Linked DNA regions of Sus scrofa: region 2 is linked to region 1. Evidence: chromatin contacts called from public HiChIP or PLAC-seq data. All regions are on one chromosome and are shown on one strand. Each heading gives the region's core, a stretch centred on a gene start, on an enhancer-like site or on the middle of the called end of the contact. The rest is flanking DNA. Distances are from core to core; before and after follow the strand shown. Region 1 holds the start of NR4A2 (nuclear receptor subfamily 4 group A member 2). Region 2 holds the start of GPD2 (glycerol-3-phosphate dehydrogenase, mitochondrial).

Region 1 (5,995 bases), core at 1,929-4,428:
GGCACAGCCTTCGGTTTGGGCATCAGAGGCGTTAGGGTATGAGTATGTATATGTCCACGGTGGTACTGGGAAGGGGCCTCACAGAGGTTTGACCACTGTGGCCTGGCCTCTCTTCCTGCCTCCACCCTGTCCTCAGGTCTCCACTCCCAGCCTCATTCTGTCTTACTCAGGCCCTGCCCAGAGCTGTGAAGCCACAGTCTTGCCTGCCTCCCTTATCCCTTGGGTCTGGGGGTTAGTGATGGGTATGGGGAAGGGGTCCTGCCCATCTGTTGGTTTGTCCGCAAGATAGCCCCACCAGCTTCTTACCCTGGAATAGTCCAGGCTGGTCATAGCCGGGTTGGAGTCGACATGGGCCCTGACGAGGGCACTGATCAGACTCACCGGGGGCGAGGGGGGAGAGGGCTCCTGTGGGCTCTTCGGTTTCGAGGGTAAACGACCTCTCCGGCCTTTTAAACTGTCCGTTCGAACCACTGCAAAGGAATAGCCGGGTGAGCTCCGCTTCCCCAAACGGTACCCAGCTGCCTCCTGGATCCCTCCGGGGGGAAAGACTGCGGCCTCAGGCGCACCGGCCGGGCGGCAAAGGGTCCCACTGCTTGTAACATCTTTACTGATGAGAAGCATAAAAAATGCAGGGTTGTTTTATATCCTCTTCCAAATGGGTCGTATAGTTAAAGTCAAGAAGGGCCTGGCGGCTTTCTCTAGGGCAGGATGGGCAAGCAGGCAGCCCGGTCTTAGAGGCCAGAAGCGAGTGGGGTTTCTCTCACCCGCCTCGGCTCTGGGAAGAGGAAAGTGGGGTTGGGGTAGGAGCAGCAGTTGCCCTAGGGAGCAGACTGGGGGGGGGGGGTGCCGCTTGCCCAACCTACCTTCTTTGACCATCCCAACAGCCAGGCACTTCTGAAATCGGCAGTACTGACAACGATTCCGGCGCCGCTTGTCCACTGGGCAGTTTTTATTTGCTAGACACACGTATTTCGCGTTTTTTTGCACCGTGCGCTGCAAAGGGAGACAATAGAGGCCGAAACAATTTATTTTGAAAATCCAACAATCAAGGGAATCCAGACACAGAACCGCCATGATCCACACACACACTCCCCACAAACAAACACATACACAACTCCTTTTTAATTTTTGTCCTTTTCCTTGTCTTTCTCTTCTTTTTCCTCCCCCAGGGCATTTAACAGAAGAAAATTGATAGCGTTAACATTTGAGCTAACCTTGCCGCTCCTTGCTGTGTTTTATATGCCAAGAGAAAGAGAAGGAGACGCTCAGTAAATACAAATCCGTGGGCATTCATATTATTTACATTCCTTAGAGACCTTCTCTATTTAAAATGATAAGATTATTCAATCAGGATGGCGAAATAAAGAGATCACTTAATTTGACCATAGGGAATTCTGTTCCACTTGGTTAGCTCAGACACGGTTCTCTGTCCTAACCAATTTCAATCTGAACAGAGAAGACAGCTCCTAGCACATGCAAATGACCCTCTTCCAACTCAGCTACAGCAACTTCGGGCGGGGGCCTGCTGGGTCGGCTGCTTTCCGGGGATGAGACCTCGGGTCTTCCCGTCTTCCCAGTCCCCTTTCTCAGGCACCCAGAAGCCCCCGCAGCAGCCCAGGGTCGCCTGCAGGGCAGCCTCCACGGACCCCGGGAGTCGGAAGGTCAGAGATCAGCTGGGGCCAGACGCCTGCACCCCGGCGGAGAGTACTCTCTGAGGCTCTGGGCACTAGGGGGCCCCTACCTGTCTCCTCAGTCCCGGTTCTGGCTCACCTTAAAGAACCCTTTGCAACCCTCACAGGTGCGCACGCCGTAGTGCTGGCAGGCCGCGTTGTCCCCGCACACGGCGCACAGCCCCTCATTGGAGGGGGAGCCCCGCGACGGTGGCGAGGGCACCTGCGTGTCGAGCAGCTGCGACGCGTGGCTGATCTGCAGGCCGGGGAAGCCCATGGACGCGGGCTTTCGGATGGGGTTGGGCACAGCGAACGTCTGCCCGTCCACCACGTGGTGGCTGCCCGCCGGCTCTGGGTTCATGGGAACGTGCAGGGGCCCGTCGAAGCGCATCTGGCAGCTAGACACGGGGGTGCCGGGGGGCGACTGCTTAAAGGAGAAGAGGGAGAGGCGGGAGACCGGCGTTTTCCTCTGCTCGATCATGTGCGTGGTGGCCACGTAGTTCTGGTGGAAGTTGTGGAGCGAGCCTGGGTCGTCCCACATGGGGCTGTGCTGCACCTGGAAGCCCGGGGTGGTGGGCGTCGGGGGCGAGGAGGGCTTGTAGTAAACCGACCCGGAGTGCGGCATCATCTCCTCGGACTGGGGGGGCAGGTGGCTGTGTTGCTGGTAGTTGTGCATCTGAATGTCTTCTACCTTAATGGAGGACTGCTGTCCGGACAGGGGCATTTGGTACAAGCAAGGTGGCTTGACGTCGTAGCCTGTGCTGTAGTTGTCCATAAAGGTACTGAAGCTGGGGAGAGAAGTGGTGGCAGTGATTTCAGTGTTGGTGAGGTCCATGCTAAACTTGACAAACTCTGGAGTTAAGAAATCGGAGCTGTATTCTCCCGAAGAGTGGTAACTGTAGCTCTGAGAAGCGGGGCTGGCTCCTTGAGGCGAGGACCCATACTGCGCCTGAACACAAGGCATGGCTGGAAATGAAACAGGGTAATATACACTCAGCCTGGTCAACTGAACACTTTCTCCCGGGCTCGGGTACACCTGGAGCTACACCGGCAGCCCGCGGCGGTCGGAGAGCGCGTAGGGGCGCGAGAGGAAGGGCAGAGAGCGCGAAGACTGCGGAGCAAAACAGTACAGGGCAAGGAAAGGCTGATCCAGTCAAAAGCTAGAATTAGAAAACTACTAGGGTCTCCATTCCCAGATATTTCCAACGCTTCCCCCTTCACCCCTTCTTCCGAGCAACCCTGCTCCAAGGAGCCTTTCCTCTGAAGCTCGAGTTCAGCAAGCCCAATCTAGAAATCAAGTTGAATTGCACAATGAGAAACTTGTTCCTGAAGGCGATGGGTTGGGAAAAAACTTAAGTTACAGGGTTTGCTGAGAAAGATCGCATTGCCCTGTTTCTGGACGTTTAAGGAACTCGGGGGAGGAAAGGGGGAAAAAATAATATTGCACTAACCTTCAGCCGAGTTACAGGCGTTTTCGAGAAAATTAAAGGTGGACAGTGTCGTAATTCAATGAAGGACAAAGTTTCCAAGATCTTTAGAAAAGCAGTGGAGAGCCCAGCCTGTTGGATCTCCTCCCTGAAATAAAGACACAGGAAGCCTCAGGGTGACTTTCCCTGACAGATTTGGCTGTTGGCTGGGCATCTGTATCACTAAGCAGGCCCTTCTAAGCCCTTCTTGACTGTTTAATTGGAAATCAGTGTGTAGCCTTTACCAAACTTAGCAGTTAATATGAATGTGCAAAAGAGATGGCTGGAAACAACAGAAAAATTCAGCCATTGACTCAAATCCTTCTGAGAGAGAGAGTTCTGAAGGAGGAAAGGAATTCCATGTGCTTATTTAATACTTATGTTGAAATAAATTGGCCCTTTTTCTAGGGTGGGGGGGTGGGAAGGGAGTGTCATTTCCATTTTAGTTTAATTCGGAACTAAGAAGAAACTAGGGTTTAATTAAAGTATACCATTGGAACCTTCTCTTAACCCCCCCCCCCATGGGTGAAATTGGCTTCTTTTTTAAGGCGGGGGGAGAAAGTAGAAGTCAAGAATATAAAATGTGAAAACAATCTCTCCCTCCACCCCTAGGAGTTACAAAATGTTAGCAAGGCCTGGGTAGCCCTGAAGGCAATCTGAATGGAAACATCTGGATTTCCTAAGAGCTTTTGACAGAGTACTAGGTTTGGGGATACAGGTGAATTGGCACTCACTTTTCCAGGAAGTTGGTCTTTCATCTTAAACTGCCAAGGAATGGAAAGAAGGGGCCCTATTTTTCCAGGAGCATCTTAGGTCAGTTGTAGAGAGAGAGAAATAACTACTTATCCAAAATTGGCACCAGTGTTAGAAGTACCTCTCCACATAGCAAGCTGAGCACCTTCCCTATCCAGCCTTCCACAGTCTTGCTGGAACAAGGCATTCTTGTGTTCTAGTAATTTTCAGACGTTCCCACTTAGAAGGCATTCTAGAGCATAGATAATTTTATTACTAATAAAAAAGAAAGCCAAACACCCAATCCTTCTGTTCTCCTTGCTCACATCCCTTCATAATCTTGCTTCATGGGGGAGGGAGGATAATCAGAAAAAGTAGAAAGAAAGGAGACTCTTGACCCTCATAGCACTTGACAGATATGACTGGCTGGAATATTAACCCTCTGGTAACTTCGCAGCTTCAGAGCTGTACTCTTTAAATATTCTGTCTGTCTCTGTCTCTGACAAATTCACATACCATACGCAAGCGCAGCATAGATTAAAACCAGAAATTTCAAGCAACTTAGTAACAGGTCACTCTACCAACTGCCCCCCCATTACCCAATAATACCCAGGAAACCTGGGCACGCTGGCCAGCCGCGGTGACACAGTTCCCAAGCAACACATAAACTGAAGAACTTACTCCCTGTTACTTTGTATGCAGCGTCCAGGCCTCCCGTAAACACAGAACTTGGAGTCTACGTGTTCAAAGACCATAATCAAATCTGCACTAAGAGCAAACTTTATGCACATTTCCGCGGCAAGTCCGCAACTCCCCAAACTATGCAAGCCTCCCTTCCACTTCCACCAATGAGGAGCCTGGAAGCCTCTGCTGAGTGGCAAAGCTGAGTTCCGACAAATGTCCTCTGTAGCTGCGCACACCTACTCCCAGCGCTCCGGCCCCACTCGCGTTCCGCGCTTCTAGCGCCCACTTCCAAGAGAACCTGCGCCATACAAACGGATGGAAGAGACACGCAAAAGGAGAAGGAAGGCTAAAGAACGCCAGCCGTATGGGCTGCACCTACTCACTTAGGAGTTCCCCGCGTCTCTCTTCATTCATTCAACTCAGCCGAAGTGTAGTTCCCTCTGAAGTCGGGGCGTCAGGGTCAGGGAGGGGTGGGCGATAGGGGCGATGGGAGCTGCGACGCCGAGAGCAGGGAGGGAGCAGGGGAAAGCGGCCGGCTGGGCAGGCGAACGGGACCGCGGAGCAGAGCGCGAGCCACCGGGCGGACTGGCCCTGGCCGCCAATGTGCCTTTGTTTATGTGGCTCGCGCTGCCGCTGCCAACATTCACCTAAAGTCTCCGCGCGTCAGCGCGCGTCAGCGGCCCGCCGCCCAATCGCCGCGCCGCCGCGCTCCCCAGACTCCTGGCCGGCGCTCGCTTTGGTATATTTCCGACCTGACGTCACGAGCAGGGCAGATTTTAAGGTGGGAACCGTTCAGGGTTCACCTTGGTAGCCAGCTAGGTTTTTTTTTTTTTTTTTTTTTTTCTTTTTCCGAAAGAGGTGTGACCTCTCCACTCAAGTCAGCGCAGCCCGCAGCGCCTCGACATCTCACCTCACCTCCCCCCCTCAACCCCCGCGCCACTGCTGCTGCTCGGCCGCTCACACGTGGGGGAGGGTGCAACAAAAGCCTGGGCGGAAGGGAACCCAGACATGGGCCAGGTAGCCCGCACCTGGAATCGCACGAGATGGGGTGTGCCTGGCGGCGCCGTAACCTCACCCACCCACAATTGTCACAATTGTTAACGGAAGCGAATACAGATGTCCCATGACAAGAGATGTTCAGAGGGCTGAGGCACTTGGGATGGGATTTCCCTAGCCCAGTGCATCCTCCTTTTCTCTTTTTCCTGTCCCTGGCCTTACTCCTCTGGTGTGTGTGTGTGTGTGTGTGTGTGTGTGTGTGTGTGTGTGTGTGTTCTCCCCCTCCCTCCGTCTCTCCCTCCCTCCCATATTCTCTCTCTCCCTCTCTCATACACGCACACACACACCCCAAAGTGGAGAAGAGTGAGTAGGACCCATTTTCTGTGTTCCCTTCTTTCCCTGAAGTGCTCACGTGCGAGGGAGGACAGAGTGCCTGGGGAGAGGAGA
Region 2 (5,995 bases), core at 1,133-3,632, 99 kb after region 1:
TGAACGAGGCCAATGATTGAATCCACATCCTCATGGATACTAATCGAATTCATTTCTGCTGTGCCACAATGAGAACTCCTCAGTGGAATTCTTATCATAATAAGGAAGACACAGGAGTTCCCATTGTGGCACAGTGGTTAACGAATCTGACTAGGAACCATGAGGTTGTGGGTTTGATCCCTGGCCTTGCTCAGTGGGTTAAGGATCCAGCATTGCCGTGAGCTGTGATGTAGGTTGCAGAGGTGGCTCGGATCCCGAGTTGCTGTGGCCCTGGTGTAGGCCGGCAGCTGCGGCTCTGATTGGACCCCTAGTCTGGGAAACTCCATATGCCTTGGAAGTGGCCTTATAAAAGGCAAAAAGACAAAAGAAAAAAAATTTGAAAAAAATAAGGAAGACACAGGGGCAGAAAGAGACAGGGGGAAAGCCACTTTAAGTACTCATAAATCATATCCTCAATTTTAAAGCGTTATGTTTAAGGCTAAAGGAAAATTTTATTTTTACGCTTAATTCTTTCTAGAAAATATTGATGGAGTAAATGTGGAGTACTTCTTGATTGTGTACGTCTCTGTGGCTCTTAAAGCAGAAGTATTATAAACCTCTGCATTTAAAAATTATCCACTATATACATTTAATGTTTTAAAACCACTTTTGTCTTGAATAAAAGTGGATGGTTAACCTATGTTGAATAATTACAAATCTGCTATGTGTTTATGCATGGGACATAACTATTTTATAACAATCTCTAATTTTAAAAAATTGTTTTTCAAGGCTTTAGCTGAGATTGGTTGTGTCTGAAACATGGGGAAGAAGAGGGCTGAGGTAGGTCGTTTAGAATGAAAAGATCTAGAGTTAAGTTGTATGTTTATCATGTTAAGCTTTCTTATCTCTCCTCCCTTAAGCCCTCCCATTTTTTCCTTCAATGCCTTTCCTGAATTCCACTGATGTCTAGTGTCCTTCTGCTTTCCTCTGGTTGCTTTGGGCCCCAAGTTTGGCAAGTGAAATCATGACTGATGCTTCTGACTTTCCTTTCCTTAAAATTCTCTACCTCCCCCCGTCCTATTCTGTCAGGGTCAGACTTGTATTGGACCATCATGGATGGTCACAGCTTATTGATGAGATCTGAATCCCTCCTGGCTTGTTAGCTAGCAAGGTGATTAGGACTTGTGGGGAAAATAAACCGTGGACATAACAGGGCCTAGAACAAATCTTACCCTAGGCATTCATTTCATACCAATAAACAATGATCAAATATCTATTACGCTACAGGCACTGTGCTAGGCACCGAAGTACAAAAGTGAATAATAATAGGTGGTCTCCAAGTACTGAAATGTTCCTGGAGAATTAGTGGGAAGGTAATCCTGGACTGGCATCAGAAATCAACATGATTATTACTTTTCTGTGTAACATGTTGTTCACATCTTTAGAATATGAAAACATGTAAAAGCAATGATCTATTACAGGGGTTCTCAACCCTGCCTGGGTGCTCATGTGAGTCATCTGGGGGAGCTTTCAACAGTGGTTCTCAAGAGATATCGTGCATCTGAATCTCTGGAATGACTTGTTCAATCAGCTAGGCCCTGGCCCCAGAATTCTCTGGTAATGCCCACTTCCGCTGGCTCCCCCAGGTACACTTTGAGACACACAGTTTTAAAATATAAAGATTTCTAGGTTCCATCGTGGACTGATTCCATGGATCCAGGGGATGGGAACCTGGCACTGATCATTTAATACCCCTCCCCCATCCCCCATGGTAATGTGTATCCAAGGCTGAGAACCACTGTTCCACTCGATAGACTACCCATTGGATGGGCTGGTTTCCTGGTACCATTTGAGACTCCATGAATCTACACATTTCCTGGTCAATTATAATAATTATTTGGAATGTAAAGAAATTAGTGAATGACTTAATAAATAATTGGCTGAAAAAAACCCATGCTTTCTATTCTTTGGAACTAATCTGGCTGCCCCCACCCCATTTTTCGAAAGGCCTTTCCAACTCTTCCTGGGTATTTTCCAATAGCACCACGGTAGAAACATTATGTGCAAAGCTCCCAGAGATCTTCGTGGGAAAGACCTTAAAGAAATGGATCCATTTGAACCCCATCTTAGCCTTCCTTGGGTCCCCTCGAGCTCCTCTAGCACTTGGAGTTTCCAACAAGTGAGCTGGGCATGCTCAGTGGGCAGGGTCGGATTTGGGGTACAACGGGGAAGCCTGCTACTCTGCTGCCTGGGCTCTCCCCTCCCCCCACCTGTACAAGGCTGGGCCTGAGGAGCCTAAGCTCAGCATCCCGTCCCCTAAAGCTTGGGTTTGATCTTCCCTGCGGGTCTCCCCGCTGACGCTGCCGGGTGGGGGGTGGGGGGCGGAGGCGCAGTGTCAGCAGGCCAGGAGCACCTCCAGAGAGCAGGGACGGGGGGACGGCGGGGGGGGGGGGAGCCCTGGCGAAGGCTTTGGCTCTGACAGTGGGGGCCCAGGGGTCCGTCGGCCTCTCCCAGACGCGTTTCTAGGCCAAGAAAAGGCTTTCTGCCGAATAGGGGAGGCCAGATTCGGGGGCAGGTGACGAGAAATCAGGTAAGCCAGCCCCGCCGGCCTTCGGGCAAGCGAGTGACTCCTCTCTCCCCGGCAGGTGTGAGGGATACCCTCAAGGCGGGGCGGGGGTAGGGGAGGGAGCCGAGAAAATCGAACACCTCCACAGTCTTTCTCCGGCCTAGCTCAGCCGGGACTTCCCAGCCCGCAAGCCGGCTGGCAAGGCGGGGTGGTGGGTCTGGAGTGCGGCCCGGCCAGGGCCCAGGGCAGGAACTACAGCCTGGAGCGAGGACCACGCATCTGCCACGCCGCGGCCCCACCCGGCGGGCCCCATGGCCCGGTGGCCAGGTCTCGTCACGTTCATTGGGCGGCGGAGACCTCGCTCGCTTGCCTCCCGCTGGTTCACAGCGCTTCTCTCCCCACCCCCATCACCCCCCCCCCCCGCCTTCCCGGGCGGGGTCCCCCGCCTCCACTTCCGCGTTTCCCCGCTGGGCCGGAGGAGCCAGGGCCCGCGGTATCCGCCTGGATGAGGCAGCCGCGCCGCCAGGCTCGGCCCTCGGGGAGGGGAGCAGGAGGAGGAGCGGGAGGAGCAAGTTGCCCGGGAGGCGGGGCGCGGCGGCGCTGGGCGCGTCGGGTTACACTTGCCCTGCCCTCCCCAGGGTGACATCCGCGCGCTCTTCGCCGCCGGTACCAGGGCCGAGGCTCTGATTCAGGGGGGAGGCAGACTCCGCCCCGGCCGGAGGAACCCAGTGCTCCTGCTCTTTCCCCTCGCGCGAGAGGACCAATCTCAGGTGTGTGCCTCCTAGGAGACCCCCCTGCCCCCGCCCCCTGGGTTGTAGCGGGGAATGGTCTCTCAATCACCTCCTGGAGTCCGGTGTTGGGGTGGGTGGTGGCGGAATCTGGGGCAAGATTTAGAACTTCACCTACAAACGTGGGTCAGTCTTAGATGGTTTAGGTGTTTACGTTTTGGAGGGCAGTGGGGTGTAATGCATTTTCCTCCTTAGTAAAGCAGCAGGACTTTTGGGCGAGGGTTGGTATCTAATTGAAAGTTTGCTGCAAACTTTCTGCTTGTGGATGTCGCCTGTCTTCTAAAAAAGGATTGTTGCTCCTTTCTGAAGCAAGAGAGGGAAAGATTCTAGAAGGGGACAGAGGCTTTTTGGAGATTTCACTTGCTGGAGTGCAGTTCCAGGAGGAAATGAAAGATGTACACTGATGGATTTAAAACAGCCCCAGCTCTGCCCGTAGTAACTTCTACGAGCAAAAAATAGATTTGCAGACTACTTTGGCTGTGAATGATCTTAGCCTTTGGTCCCTAGACAGCTATCCACCTTAAACTGAGGAGCATTTATTCCCTCCCCACCCCCCAAATGCCTTCCTAAGAAGTTCCAAAGAAATTTACAAATGCAAATTCTGAGTAGTCTTAGTGACAGGGGCCCACCCAAATTACAACACTTTATTGTGGGGGGTGGGGCAGGCTATGGAAATAGCCAACAGCTAATTTAGTTAGTTTTTATACTTGTATAAAATAGGTGGGAGAAAGAAGGGTAAGTTCCACTGAGTCTTCATTGCTTAAAACAAAACGTAATTTTGCATATGATCCCCAGTTTAATAGAAGTGAGGTTTCCTTTTGGAGTGTGGAGGGTAATGGGAAATGCCGAAATGGGGCCAGGCACTTCCTGGTAGCTACTGATCACTCTAGTCTCAGTTTTTGCTGACTGAATGCTGGATTCCATTGCTCAATGGATATCAAGTGTAGACTGGGAAACCTCATGATGAGAATGTTGAAACCCTCCTGTGTTTCTCCTAGGGGGATTATGTCAAGTTACAACACTTCTTTGATTTTTCCAAATCAACTCTTCAAATAATGCAGCAATCCTTAGTAATAATGGATAAAGATGGAATTGGTGGTTTGAGAACCAACATTGTTGGAGCTGTCCAGCCTGATATGTTACATAGTCTTTTTAGCCACACTATAGTCACATAGACATTCTGAGCAGCGCTAAAAGATGCAATGGCGGCATTCCCATTGTGGAGTAGCGGAAACGAATCAGACTAGGAACCATGAGGTTGCAGGTTCGATCGCTGGCCTAGCTAGCTCAGTGGGTTAAGGATCTGACATTGCTGTGAGCTGTGGAGTAGGTCACAGACGCAGCTTGGATCCTGCGTTGCTGTGGTGTAGGCCAGAAGCTGCCCCTCAGATTCCACCCCCAAGCCTGGGAACCTTTATTTGCCATGAGGGCAGCCCTAGAAAGCAAAAAAAAAAAAAAAAAAAAGATGCAATGACTTATTAGCTCAGTAATTGACAAGAGGGTTGCAGTGTTTCCAGTTGTCAGTGCCTCCCCCCCCCGCGCCCCACCCTTGTTTTGTAACTATTTAATCTCATAGATATTTAGAAGTATTTGTCTATCATTGTACATAAGCCATATTGGTAAACTACTATAACTCTGAAATTATCCTGTTTGGGTATTTGGTTTCCGCTTCCATCACTGGAATGTAAGTAATGTGAGAAGGCTTGGTCTGTCTCACACACTTTTCATATTTGTAATGCTTAGAGTAGTGACTAGCTTGAGATAAGGGCTCAATTAATGTTTTCTCAATGAATTACTGAACTGTGGGACAAACTCTAGCTGAGTGTAATCAGGGGAAGAAAACCAAAGACTTTTGGCCTATTCAGCCTCTCAGGGCCTCAATTGTCTCATTGACAAAATGTGGGTAATAATATATGATATGGCACATGTAAAACTCCTAGTGAAGTTCCTGTTAGATAGTAGACGTCAAAATATTAGCTTTCGTCTTTCTCATATATTTTACTTTTTATATTCAAGAAAGGAAGATTTGGGCAAAGAATGCAGTTAGCCAGATAATTTCGCTCTTGCATTTTTTTGGGGGGGGGTTATTCTTGTTTTTTGGGAAGGGGGCATGCCCATGACATGCAGAAGTTCTAGGGCCAGAGATTGAACCTGCACCACAGCAGTGACAATGCTGGATCCTTAACCCACTGCATCATCAGGGAACTCAAGCTTTTGTATGTTGTGAATGAATCATCCAGTTTATTTTGTGTATGTGATGGGGGAAGGGGGGAGGGGGAGGTTAGTGGCAGCTATGGTTATTAGAGAAGGGAAACAATTCCTAAATCATTATCTAACTTCTCCTCTTTATTTTATTTTATTTTTTATTTTTTATTTTTTTATTTTTTTTGTCTTTTTGTTGTTGTTGTTGCTATTTCTTGGGCCACTCCCGCAGCATATGGAGGTTCCCAGGCTAGGGGTTGAATCGGAGCTGTAGCCACCGGCCTACGCCAGAGCCACAGCAACACGGGATCCGAGCCGCGTCTGCAACCTACACCACAGCTCACGGCAACGCCGGATCGTTAACCCACTGAGTAAGGGCAGGGACCGAACCCGCAACCTCATGGTTCCTAGTCGGATTCGTTAACCACTGCGCCACGACGGGAACTCCTTTATTTTATTT

The links. HiChIP or PLAC-seq counts read pairs in DNA pulled down with a chosen protein or histone mark.
Region 2: an H3K27ac HiChIP or PLAC-seq map of alveolar macrophages shows a contact between it and region 1. The contact joins the promoter of GPD2 here to the promoter of NR4A2 in region 1. A contact is called at or near these places in 2 of 5 promoter capture datasets (fetal liver and liver), 14 of 47 Hi-C or Micro-C datasets (alveolar macrophages, brain, embryonic fibroblasts and 8 more) and 2 of 2 datasets of contacts at active chromatin or transcription factors (alveolar macrophages and skeletal muscle).

The regions. Positions count from the first base shown.
Region 1 is chr15:63,490,125-63,496,119 of Sscrofa11.1, forward strand. NR4A2 (nuclear receptor subfamily 4 group A member 2) reads right to left here and starts at 3,179. Exons shown (of 7, transcript NM_001190276.1): 1 at 3,122-3,179; 2 at 1,771-2,636; 3 at 864-993; 4 at 307-470. The coding sequence starts at 2,634.
Region 2 is chr15:63,590,341-63,596,335 of Sscrofa11.1, forward strand. It overlaps GPD2 (glycerol-3-phosphate dehydrogenase, mitochondrial), which reads left to right and starts at 2,383. Exons shown (of 17, transcript XM_021075780.1): 1 at 2,383-2,569.